Linked DNA regions of Sus scrofa: region 2 is linked to region 1. A link is a contact called in public HiChIP or PLAC-seq data. All regions are on one chromosome and are shown on one strand. The core of a region is the stretch at or near the end of the contact, and the rest is flanking DNA. Distances in the headings are between cores, read along the strand shown.

Evidence for each region. HiChIP or PLAC-seq counts read pairs in DNA pulled down with a chosen protein or histone mark.
Region 2: a contact with region 1 is called in an H3K27ac HiChIP or PLAC-seq map of skeletal muscle, with 7 times the contacts expected there. The contact joins two enhancer-like sites. A contact is called at or near these places in 1 of 47 Hi-C or Micro-C datasets (embryonic fibroblasts) and 1 of 2 datasets of contacts at active chromatin or transcription factors (skeletal muscle).

Annotation. Positions count from the first base shown.
Region 1 is chr13:16,151,216-16,156,357 of Sscrofa11.1, forward strand. All of the region lies in intron 7 of RBMS3 (RNA-binding motif, single-stranded-interacting protein 3), which reads left to right. Among named protein-coding and RNA genes, the nearest start is that of TGFBR2, 630 kb to the right of the region's middle. Within about 2 kb of position 3,031, at least 11 of the 83 cell types and tissues checked have an H3K27ac peak or open chromatin away from gene starts, as enhancers often do. A contact at or near this core is called in skeletal muscle, where this site is marked.
Region 2 is chr13:16,373,479-16,378,620 of Sscrofa11.1, forward strand. All of the region lies in intron 13 of RBMS3 (RNA-binding motif, single-stranded-interacting protein 3), which reads left to right. Among named protein-coding and RNA genes, the nearest start is that of TGFBR2, 410 kb to the right of the region's middle. Within about 2 kb of position 2,498, at least 13 of the 83 cell types and tissues checked have an H3K27ac peak or open chromatin away from gene starts, as enhancers often do. A contact at or near this core is called in skeletal muscle, where this site is marked.

The sequences.
Region 1 (5,142 bases), core at 1,781-4,280:
GTGTGGTGACACATGACATGCTACCCAAATGCTGGGCCCAAGGTCATGCCTGTCTTGGTTGGGGCCATCCAAAGACTGATCCCTGTGCTGGTGTGAACGCTTGGCCACCTAGGCTCCAATCAGAACAACTAAGGGCCATTCTAGCTCCAAGCTCCCACTCAAACCAGCCAACATAAGGCCTTCATCATAGCTCAACTCACCCCTCTGTCCACTCCTTTTCAGAGGAGATGATCCCAAAGCCTTTCCTTAATACACATGGTGAGTGCTGTAAACTCCATCTCAGGGCCAGCTTCCCTGGGAGCCCAAGCCACAGCCTAGAGACAACAGGACACACCAAGGATGCTTTACTAGATTATTGCAATGACAGTTACAAGTGACATGGTAGGGTTATAATCCTGTTTTATATTTGATGGGTCTTAGTAATGCAAGCAAATTCACCGCTAACATGTAAGGGATCGCCATGTTATGTGAATGGCGTGAATGAAGGCCCCAAACTTTTATCATTACATCTAGAATCAAGCATTACTTCCTTATGAGACTGGAGAAAAACAAAGTGAGAAGTATATTGGTTTTAGTCTGTGTAGAAGGTTTTACAATTTTTGAGTTAACATGCATGGCTCTATGAATTTTTGCCTTTGAAAAAACTACCCTTTTGATTTAGGATTTGAAAGAATTATTACCTACATTATCAGTACTCACTGATGCTGCCAATTCAATTATCTACAAAGGAGGGCAGTGGTGGCCAAGATAAACTAAAACAATGAATTATCCAGAATCATTTATGTTTGTCCTGAGGTTCTTTTTCTTACATTGAATACAAATGCTTTATATAGTACACATTAAAAAGTATAACTTGTAAATAATCTGCCCATGGATAATTGAAAAAACAGACTATATTTAGATTTTATTCTTTCTCTAAGAAATTATAATCATATATAGTAATAAAGATGAAGCATTACATTGAATAAGAATCATTTTTGGTAGCCTATCAGTCACAAAGGACACTACAAGGCAGTAGATGGATAATGAAGTTAACTGAATGAAGGCATAGTTGAAAGACACTTGGGAATAAAATAGGGTGTCATTTTTCAAATTACATTCAGAATTTCCTTAGCACTTGCAAACAGAATGGCAGATGATTCGTATTAGAAACTGACCTTACTTTAAACTAACACAACATTATAAATCAACCATACTTCATTAAAATAAATTTAGGAAAAATAAATTGATCCTACTCATTCAAATTTGGTTGTTAACAGTGTGTGTAAATTTTAAACAAAGCAACCCTTGAAGCCATTTTGAATTTAAAAGTTCACCTCACTTCTATTGGAATTTTTATATGCCTTTTCAGAGTTGGGAATAAAAAGGACTCGAGCCGTATCAGTTTATATGAACTTTTTTGTTTTTTCATTGAAGGGAGATTTTCCTTAGGAAAGATAAATATTCTCTTTCTTCACCGTGTCAGCAGTAAACAGTGATATCTCAGTGAAAAAAAGCTAAATCTCATTGCATATATTCCTTGTTCAGCACTATACCTGTGCCTCAACATAGGTTTTCTCTTTGTTTCTTCAGAAATCTTGTGAGGGGCCTCACATTAAACTTGGAAGGTGCTAAGGCTCAGAAAGTTTGAATGAGTCACTGGAGGTCACGGGGCTAGAAAAGTAGCAGGTGTCCGGTTCTGAGTCAGGCAGCCTGACTTTGTCATCCATTTTCTCACCAAAATACGGAACAGTAGTGGATGTCCACTCTGTCCTAAAAAGGAATAGAATCTGCTTCAAGGAAAAACATTAGCTCAAAGATGGAACGCCGTCATGTGTCCATCTCAGTGACTTCTCTTCATCCATTTAACTGTCAGACCATGCACATCAATGCTTTTGTTTTTAGGACTTCTGAAACTGAGTGCAAGGAGTTACTGTTTCTTTGGAGGCTTCTAAGAAGTATCAGGATGCTGCTTGCATGTTTTTTTATTACTTGGCCTGAATTCATGTTATGCTTTATGGGGATGCCTTAATTTCTGCTTCAGTATAAACAATTGTTTATGGAACCATTTTAATATATGCCAAGGGACACTAATTCATTCATCAAAAATATTGGAGCACCTCCTGCATGTTAGGCTCTGTGCCAGGCATTGAATACAAAACAGTGAAGAAAATAGACAGTATGTCCACTTTCAGGATGTTTACTTCCTTGCGGGAAAAGAGGCAAGCAACATGAGTTCTAGAGGCCACTCGATTATATATTGCTCTAATGTAATTCATCCATGAGCTGTTAACATTCTTAACCTGAGGACATTCAGAAATAAAAGAGATTTACCTCTTCCAAGGAAAATATTTTTCTGATCTCTGCCTTGAAAACTACGAAGTGTCATTTTTTAAATGTATGGATTAGTATAAAGTAGTATGCAAATAGCAGGATTTGAGGCACATACTTGTCTATTAACATGGCCTGAAATATTTAATTGTTGTAAATAGCAATGATTATTGCATATATTTTGTATAAAGTTTTTAAGGTGTTCTGAGATACATGGATGATTATGTACCTTTTGTAGTCAATCATTTTTTTCCCCAAAGTGGACCTCAGTATGTTTAACCCAGTTGATTTCACTAAGACACACAAAGACCTAGAAACCTTAAGCCCTAAGCTTTTCCATAAGTAACTGTTCCCAAATATTGGGTCATCCTTCTCAGCTTGTTAGCTCGGAGAGCAGCCAGGTCTGCAAAGAATGAATTCTCATTATAACCTTGTCCAAAACTTAGTGTCATCTTTCCTATTTATTGGAATCAAGTTGGGTTCATGAGCCCTACCTCTACCATCTTGACATGTAATTTTGGCCCATTGTTGAATGCATCTCTGAGACTGCTCCTGGAATGATTCTCTCTACGTTTGCTGGCTCTCTGATCTGTCCTGAACATGTCTGGAAAGACGGTTTCAATGTTTCGGGTCTGTGGATTTGGCCTGAGTGTGAATAACTGGGTCATGTTCCTGGCCTCAAAGAACTTGGAGCCTGGCCGACAAAGTTGCCTGATGAATACAGTCATGGAAGTTGGAACAGAAGGAGACCTTAGAGACTGCCTAATCCAACCATTTCGAACAGATGCAGGGACTTCAGTGCCAAGAGGGGTCAGTCACATGACTAACCCAGGGTCTCAGGATGAACTTGTAGCAAAAGCCAGGCCAGAATCCGGTTCTCTCCTCCAAAGATCACCCTCTTCCCATGGCTCCGTACACAGGCTCTAATTTTTGGCATGCCTGTTCTTAACCTCATAAATAGGATGGACTGTTGTAAAGTTTGAATGGATTTATACTAAGGATTAGCTATTGTCTTTTGTGATTAAAAAAATCTCTGGCTCAGCATAGTGACTGAAGAAAAGGTAAATAATAAAGCACAATGACTCACTTTTTTTAAAAAGTGAAAGTGAACTGTAGCATAACTGTTAAATAAGTTAAAATTCATATACTTTTGGGTGGCCTGTAAATATCAGAGTCACTGTGTTCTTGGGGGGTCACTTCGTTCCTCGTTTTTCCTCTTTATAAGTTGACATGGTGCTATGGTTGGGCTACTGTGGCAGCAGGGAGACCAGTGAAGAGGCTATTGTAACCCAGGAGAGAGAGGCCAGTGGGCTGGCCAGTGGGCTTCACACACACAGGTGAGAAGAAGACTGAATTCTGAATGATTTTGAAGGTAGGATTGATGGAACTTAATGAGCAAATGTAGAAGAGAAAAGGAAGAGAGGAGTCCAGGATGACTTGAGACTTGAGGACCTGAGCCACTAAAGAGTTGCCATTTATAAGATAGATGGGGCTGGGAAGGGTCAGTGGGGGTGGGGAGCAGTGTCTCTGGGATGTGCATGTGAAAATACTGAGTAAGCAGGTGAACCCATGAGTCTGGTAATGAAAGGGCAGGACCAGTCTGGAGAGATGACTTAGAGATGGAGTTTAAACTCAGGAGACTTGATAAGATAACATCCTAGGGATTTCATGCAGGGGAGGAGGGACCACAAGACTGGGGGAGGTGTCTTCTCTCCCACATCACAAAGATCAGGTGTGCAGAGTAACTTACTTTGCTTTTCATTTTTTCCATTTAACATGAAAGGTGGAGTTAGTTTGTAGAAAGTGTTGAGATTTAGACAGGCATGCATATAGGCTCTCAGAGGATAACTCGGAAAAAACGGGGGCAGCATTGAATGGACTCTTTTTGAAACTTGGCCCATGATGAAAATAACAGCAAATCTTGAGGCAGATCTTTCTTCCTGGGTGGGTCTAAGTCTGATTATTTGGGCAGTGTGCTATCTATTTTCCATGTTACAAAGCACCAGGGGAACTTATGTCATTTCATCAGATAATAGAGAATTGTTTTAACATGGGAGTGGGGGGAAGAGTAGCATTTGTTGAAGATAATTTTATTCTTTTCTATTGTCCCCACTTCCCTCGGCCCAATGAGTGGTTTTTGTGTGAAAATTTGGTTTTAAGAATATTTTCTGGAAACTGATTTTACTATCCTTTGTGAATTATAAAAATATGTCCTGCAGTCAAGCAAAATGTTTCTTTAATGAACTTATGTGAAACCCCTGGTATGGTTGAGGGTGCCTGTCTGTGCAACTCTGTGCAGGATGTTTAATGAACGTCCTTACCTCACTTAGCCAGCAGCCTGGGATCCTGGGACAGTGAGCTGCATCTACGGCCCAGAGACCAAGCAATTAGTCAAGTGGTAAAATGAGTGTTTGTAACTCAAATCCTATGCTCTATTCTCTGTATACCATACAACATCACTTTACAATTCTCCTTTTTTTTTTTTTTTTTTTTTTTTGGTCTTTTCTAGGGCACCTCCCGCGGCATATTGGAGGTTCCCAGGCCAGGGGTCCAATCGGAGCTGCAGCCACTGGCCTATGCCAGAGCCACAGAAATGCAGGATCCAAGCCGCGTCTGCAACCTACACCACAACTCACAGCAACACTGGATCCTTAACCCACGAAGCAAGGCCAGGAACTGAACCCGCAACCTCATGGTTTCTAGTCGGATTCGTTAAGCACTGCACCACGACAGGAACTCCCAATTCTACATTTCTAACACGTCACCAAAATTTCTACCTCAGCATAAGCCAAGCTGACCTTTCTAAGATTGAAAGTCTACTGTTAACCTGTT
Region 2 (5,142 bases), core at 1,248-3,747, 220 kb after region 1:
TAGTGGCACTAACCCCCAGGGAGTTAGAGGTAGTGTCTGGTGCCCTTGGCAGTGGCAATGGCAAAGCATGTCTATTCCAAGGGAGGTGAGGGTAATGGGTTGTCCTCAGTTGTAGGGCTTTCCACAGTGACCCCTGGAGTGTCTGGGGTGGCATACAATACTTGGTCGTGGGACCCTTAGTGTTGGTGGACTGTACCCACCTCTGGAGTCCAAGATGGTTGCAGTGGTTTGCTCCTTTCCCCGCAGTCCACACCTGAGAGCCTGCTAGTACAGAGGAAAAACTTCCTCTGGCAGTCCTGTCCCCCATCCTCTTGCACTCCCCAACACTGGCACCATTCCTCTCTGACAGCTAGGCCTCCTCCCGCACTCCCTAAGCTGAGGTCCACTGCCCCATAGCCCATGGTGCACTGCTTCCTGAAAATGTTTCCACAGAATGTTTCCACACAGCCAGAATGTTTCCACAGAATGTTTTCACACAGCCAACCCTAGTCCTCTCTCTGGAACTGACTTCTGAAGCCCTAGTCTCACCACCCAGGCCTTGCTCAGGTGTCCAGGCTGTGGTGCATGGGACAGTGGTAACAATCGTCTGTGCAGCTCTCTCTCTGCTTTGCCCTCCTCAGACAAGCTGCTGCACTTCTCCAAGATTTCAAGGCTCCCCTCCATCCCAGTATTTTCCTCTTTTACAGCTCTGTCTCAGGAGTGCTGGACCCATCCTGATTTCTTTTTCCTCTTTTCTCTTTCTCTTTTCCTCTCTTTTGTTCTGCCCAGTTATGTGGAGTTTTTATCGCCCATTTTGGAAGTCTAAAGTTGTCTACCAGTGTTTAGTAGGTGTTCTGTGAGAATCATTCTATATGTGGATTCTTTTTTGTTGCATTAATGAGCTCTGTGTCCTACTCCTCCACCGTCTTGAGAATTCCTCCATGTTTTGCATTTTAAAACAGGTAGATTAGATAAAGCACATTATAAATAATTATGAGAAAATTTCATGAAAGCACAGTACCAAAATATGTCATTGTATTTTCTTTAAGCCTGTCTTAGCTAAAGCACAGTCTGAAACTATATACTAATATTTTTATAATTTTCCACACATAGGGATAGTTTATTATTGAAGCATCATAAATAATATGAGCAATGTATAATAATTTTGATTTGGCTATATTCTGAAGTCAAGATTCTTATTTTTTCAAGACCCAATGTATTAATTCAAAAAGATCAAGTTCTGAATTAATCTCAAATTAAAAAATTGGAGTTCCCGTGGTGGCGCAGTGGTTAACGAATCCGACTAGGAACCATGAGATTGCGAGTTCGGTCCCTGGCCTTGCTCAGCGGGTTAAGGGTTCAGCGTTGCAGTGAGCTGTGGTGTAGGTCACAGACGCAGCTCGGATCCCGTGTTGCTGTGGTTCTGGTGTAGTCCGGCGGCTACAGCTCCGATTAGACCCCTAGCCTGGGAACCTCCATATGCCGCGGGAGCGGCTCAAGAAAAGGCAAAAAAAAAAAAAAAAAAAAAATTTTACTCTAGGAGTTCCCATCATGGCTCCGTGGGTTTAGAACCCAACTAGTATCCATGAGGTTGCAGGTTAATCCCTGTCCTCACTGAGTGGGTTGGGGATCGGGCATTGCTGCAAGCTGTGGTGTAGGTCACAGGTACAGCTCAGATCCGACATTGCTGTTGCTGTGGCATATGCTGGCAGCTGTAGTTCCAATTAAACCCCTAGCCTGGGAACTTCCAAATGCCATAGCTAAAGTCTTAAAAAGAAAAAAGACAGAAAAATTTACTCTAAAGTAATGATATTTTGTCACATTACTTATATTAGAGAGTGTCTATTTTGTAAAGTAAAAAATAATAAATTATTAAAAATAAAGCCAAAAAAGAAAGTTTCTCCTCTCTTTTCATAAAAATCATATTGTTAAAAAATGAGAAATACATTTTTTAATAAACATGGAATATTTCCTACTTGTTTTTTAAAGTTTTTTCCTAATTCATTTTCAAAATAACTTAGGGGATTTTTGCTTAAAATCCTACATTAATGTAATGATTTGAGAATAATTTGTCAAACAGAAGTTTTAATACTACAGAAACAAATTAGTGAGTTTCACTGACCTTTTTCTGACTCACTAAAGATGAAAGACAAAGATGAGTACTTCTTAAAAAGCATATTATTTTTCGTTCCCAAAATATATTCTAATATGAGAGTATAATTCTATAACAGAGCCATTCAAGTTAATTGCCTATTCATTTAAGAACTGTATTATAGTCTTTTCACAGTATTTCAAAGGGATGGATGAGTTGGTGGTGTAAACATTTCACATTTCACATTTCTGGAACTTTATACAACCAGAGAAGTGACTGACTGATGTGTACCCAGGCTAATTGAAGTGGTTCCGAGTCAACCAGATGTTTTCAGCTGACTCATACCCTCAGATGCTATTGCTTCATTATTCCCTAATCTGGGGATTACCCCAATTGGCTAGCTCGGTGACATTTGAGTGTTTCCAGTAAGCTGGCCTCTCTTTTGTGATGTGCTTTGTAAAGAGCTCTTGTCTAGAGCCGGCCTATCTCCCTCCCTGGATATGTTTGGAAGGAAGTTATCAGGGCTATTTGTTTTTCCTGCTCTCGGATGTGGTCTTTGGTGAGGTCAGAGGAACAGAATGAGTGTTACCACGGATGACATGGGAGCTATTTCCACAGCTGGCTGCAGAGAGGGGTGGGCCGACCCTCGCCGACGAGTTAGCATGTGGAGATAGATGATAGAAAACATCTGTCATGACGGGAATAAGCAAAAACAATGTCCCTTTGAAGATTGCCTTTTAATGATGAGGTGGGGGTTCTGCCTCTGTAATGGAATGAAGGATGTAGCTGTTGGCAGGCAGATGGCTTCGGGCTTGCTCTTGCATGAAATAAAGCAAAAGTATATGTTGAAAACCCCTGAGTAGTCAAATGGCCTGATTTTGCTGAACATTCATTTCCTTGCCTAACATACATATAATCTATGAGAAAGGGAAGGCGTGCTAAAAGAAAAAGGTGGGAGGAAATATAGGAAGAAAAAAATGGTTCTGCATATTTTCTCTTGAATAACTTTAATACAATAGTATAATTTTAGCTGTTGGTCGAAAAATCAGAAAGAGCATTTTTGCAGCAAGTGTATTTCAATGTATTTGCAGTTCTATGTTACCAAAGTTTTGAAAAATAATAAAAAATGGTATATCATTAAGGCCCAAAAATGATAGACACTTCACCAGTTAGCAGCCACAAAGTTATATTTGTTTTCCTTCAAGAAACAGTAGGAAATAATTTTTAAAATATCTTATGGAGTTCCCATTGTGGCGCAGTGGAAACGAATCTGACTAGGAACCATAAGGTTGCAAGTTCAATCCCTGACCTTGCTCAGTGGGTTGGGGATCCAGCATTGCCCTGAGCTGTGGTGTGGGTCATAGACATGGCTTGGATACTGCATTGCTGTGGCTGTGGCGTAGGCCAGAGACTACAGCTCTGACTCAACCCCTAGCCTGGTAACCTCCATATGCCGCAGCTGCGGCCCTAAAAAGACAAAAAGACAAATAAATAAATAAATAAAATGTCTTAGAGAGGAGTTCCCATCGTGGCTCAGTGGTTTACAAACCTGACTAGTATCTATGAGGTCTCAGGTTCAATCCCTGGCCTCGCTCAGTGGGTTAAGAATCTGGCGTTGCCGTGAGCTGTGATGTAGGTCACAGACACGGCTCAGATCCTGCATTGCTGTGGTTGTGGTGCAGGCCAACAGCTACAGCTCTGATTGGACCCCTAGCCTAGGAACCTCCAATGCTGTGGGTGTGGCCCTAAAAGACAAATAAAATAATATAAAATAAAATAAAATCACCTAGAGAACTGTATTTAAAAGAATGGTACTAGTTTATTTTCTCACCCCATCTACCTTCAAAAAGAAATGAAAAACAATGAAATTAGCATATGTTTTTATTATAAGTTGCTATAGAAAGAAAAATTTTAATAGATCAATCTTATAACAAATTCTGATGATTAGCAGATAATATTCTTCTAGATCTCTTGCTACATGATCCAAAGAGGTGCTCCTGTCACTAAGCCTTAAAACCACACTGTTGCAAACCTTGAAACCATGATATTTCTGACCTCAACTGGATAGCAAAACAGATGCCAAATGCCCCACCCACTTCTCATTCTTAATTGTCTTCACAATCAAAGTCCTTTGCAGGTGCTTCCAGTTAACACAAGTCCTATATCCACATTTTACAGCAAGGGACATGTAGGTTCTTGTTTTTGCTTTTGTTTTCAATTCTGTATTGAAAAGGCAGGATTCACGTTGGGGGGGGACTAATAACATGCAGAAGGTGTTTCTAATGAGGAGTAGCCCTGAATGGGCTAGTAGCCCTGAATGAAAGAGAGAGCATCTGGACACATTATAATGTGGGATTGGAAAGACTTGATTATGGGATTGTTATGTGGGGTGAGGGAGAAGGCAAGGATGACCTCAAATTTTACATATTATTCCAAGAGGGAAAAAGAGGAGAAAGATTGCCTTATGAGAATAGAAGGAGAAGAACACATTCAAAAAGGGGGTATGGTTTGTTTGAGGTGCTTGCGATTATAGGTTCAGTGAGCAGTTGGAAATTTGAATCAAGAGTTCAGGAAAAGAAAAAAAAAAAAGGCCAAGATATCAAAGAACTTTCTAAAACTTTCATTTTTAAAGTAACTTTAGAGCACATTTTGGCAAATTCCTTAAGAGCCTAACAAATAGTAATTCTTTGAAATTTTATTTCTAACACTTAACACCTTACACATAATAGTGATAGGCACGTAAGTGCTGATTCTGACTACTTTATAAGGCATTCAGTACCCCCTTCCAACACTGGGCTGTGCTAGCCATTTCATACTCATCAATGAACAAGACATTATTTGGAGAGAAATAGCACTTTCATTTTGAGGGTTGCTGTGAAAATATGACATAGGAAATTTTTTGGTAAAGGAGATTTTTGTGGATAAAGGCAGAAACCCTATGGAGACTATTGAGCAACTGAACTAAATAGTACTGGCTATTTGTGGTTATAACATCTTTGTGGGAGGCATATTAATGTTACAGAGACTATTAGAAGCTGTGTGGCCCTCAAATAGGAACTGAAAAGGTAATT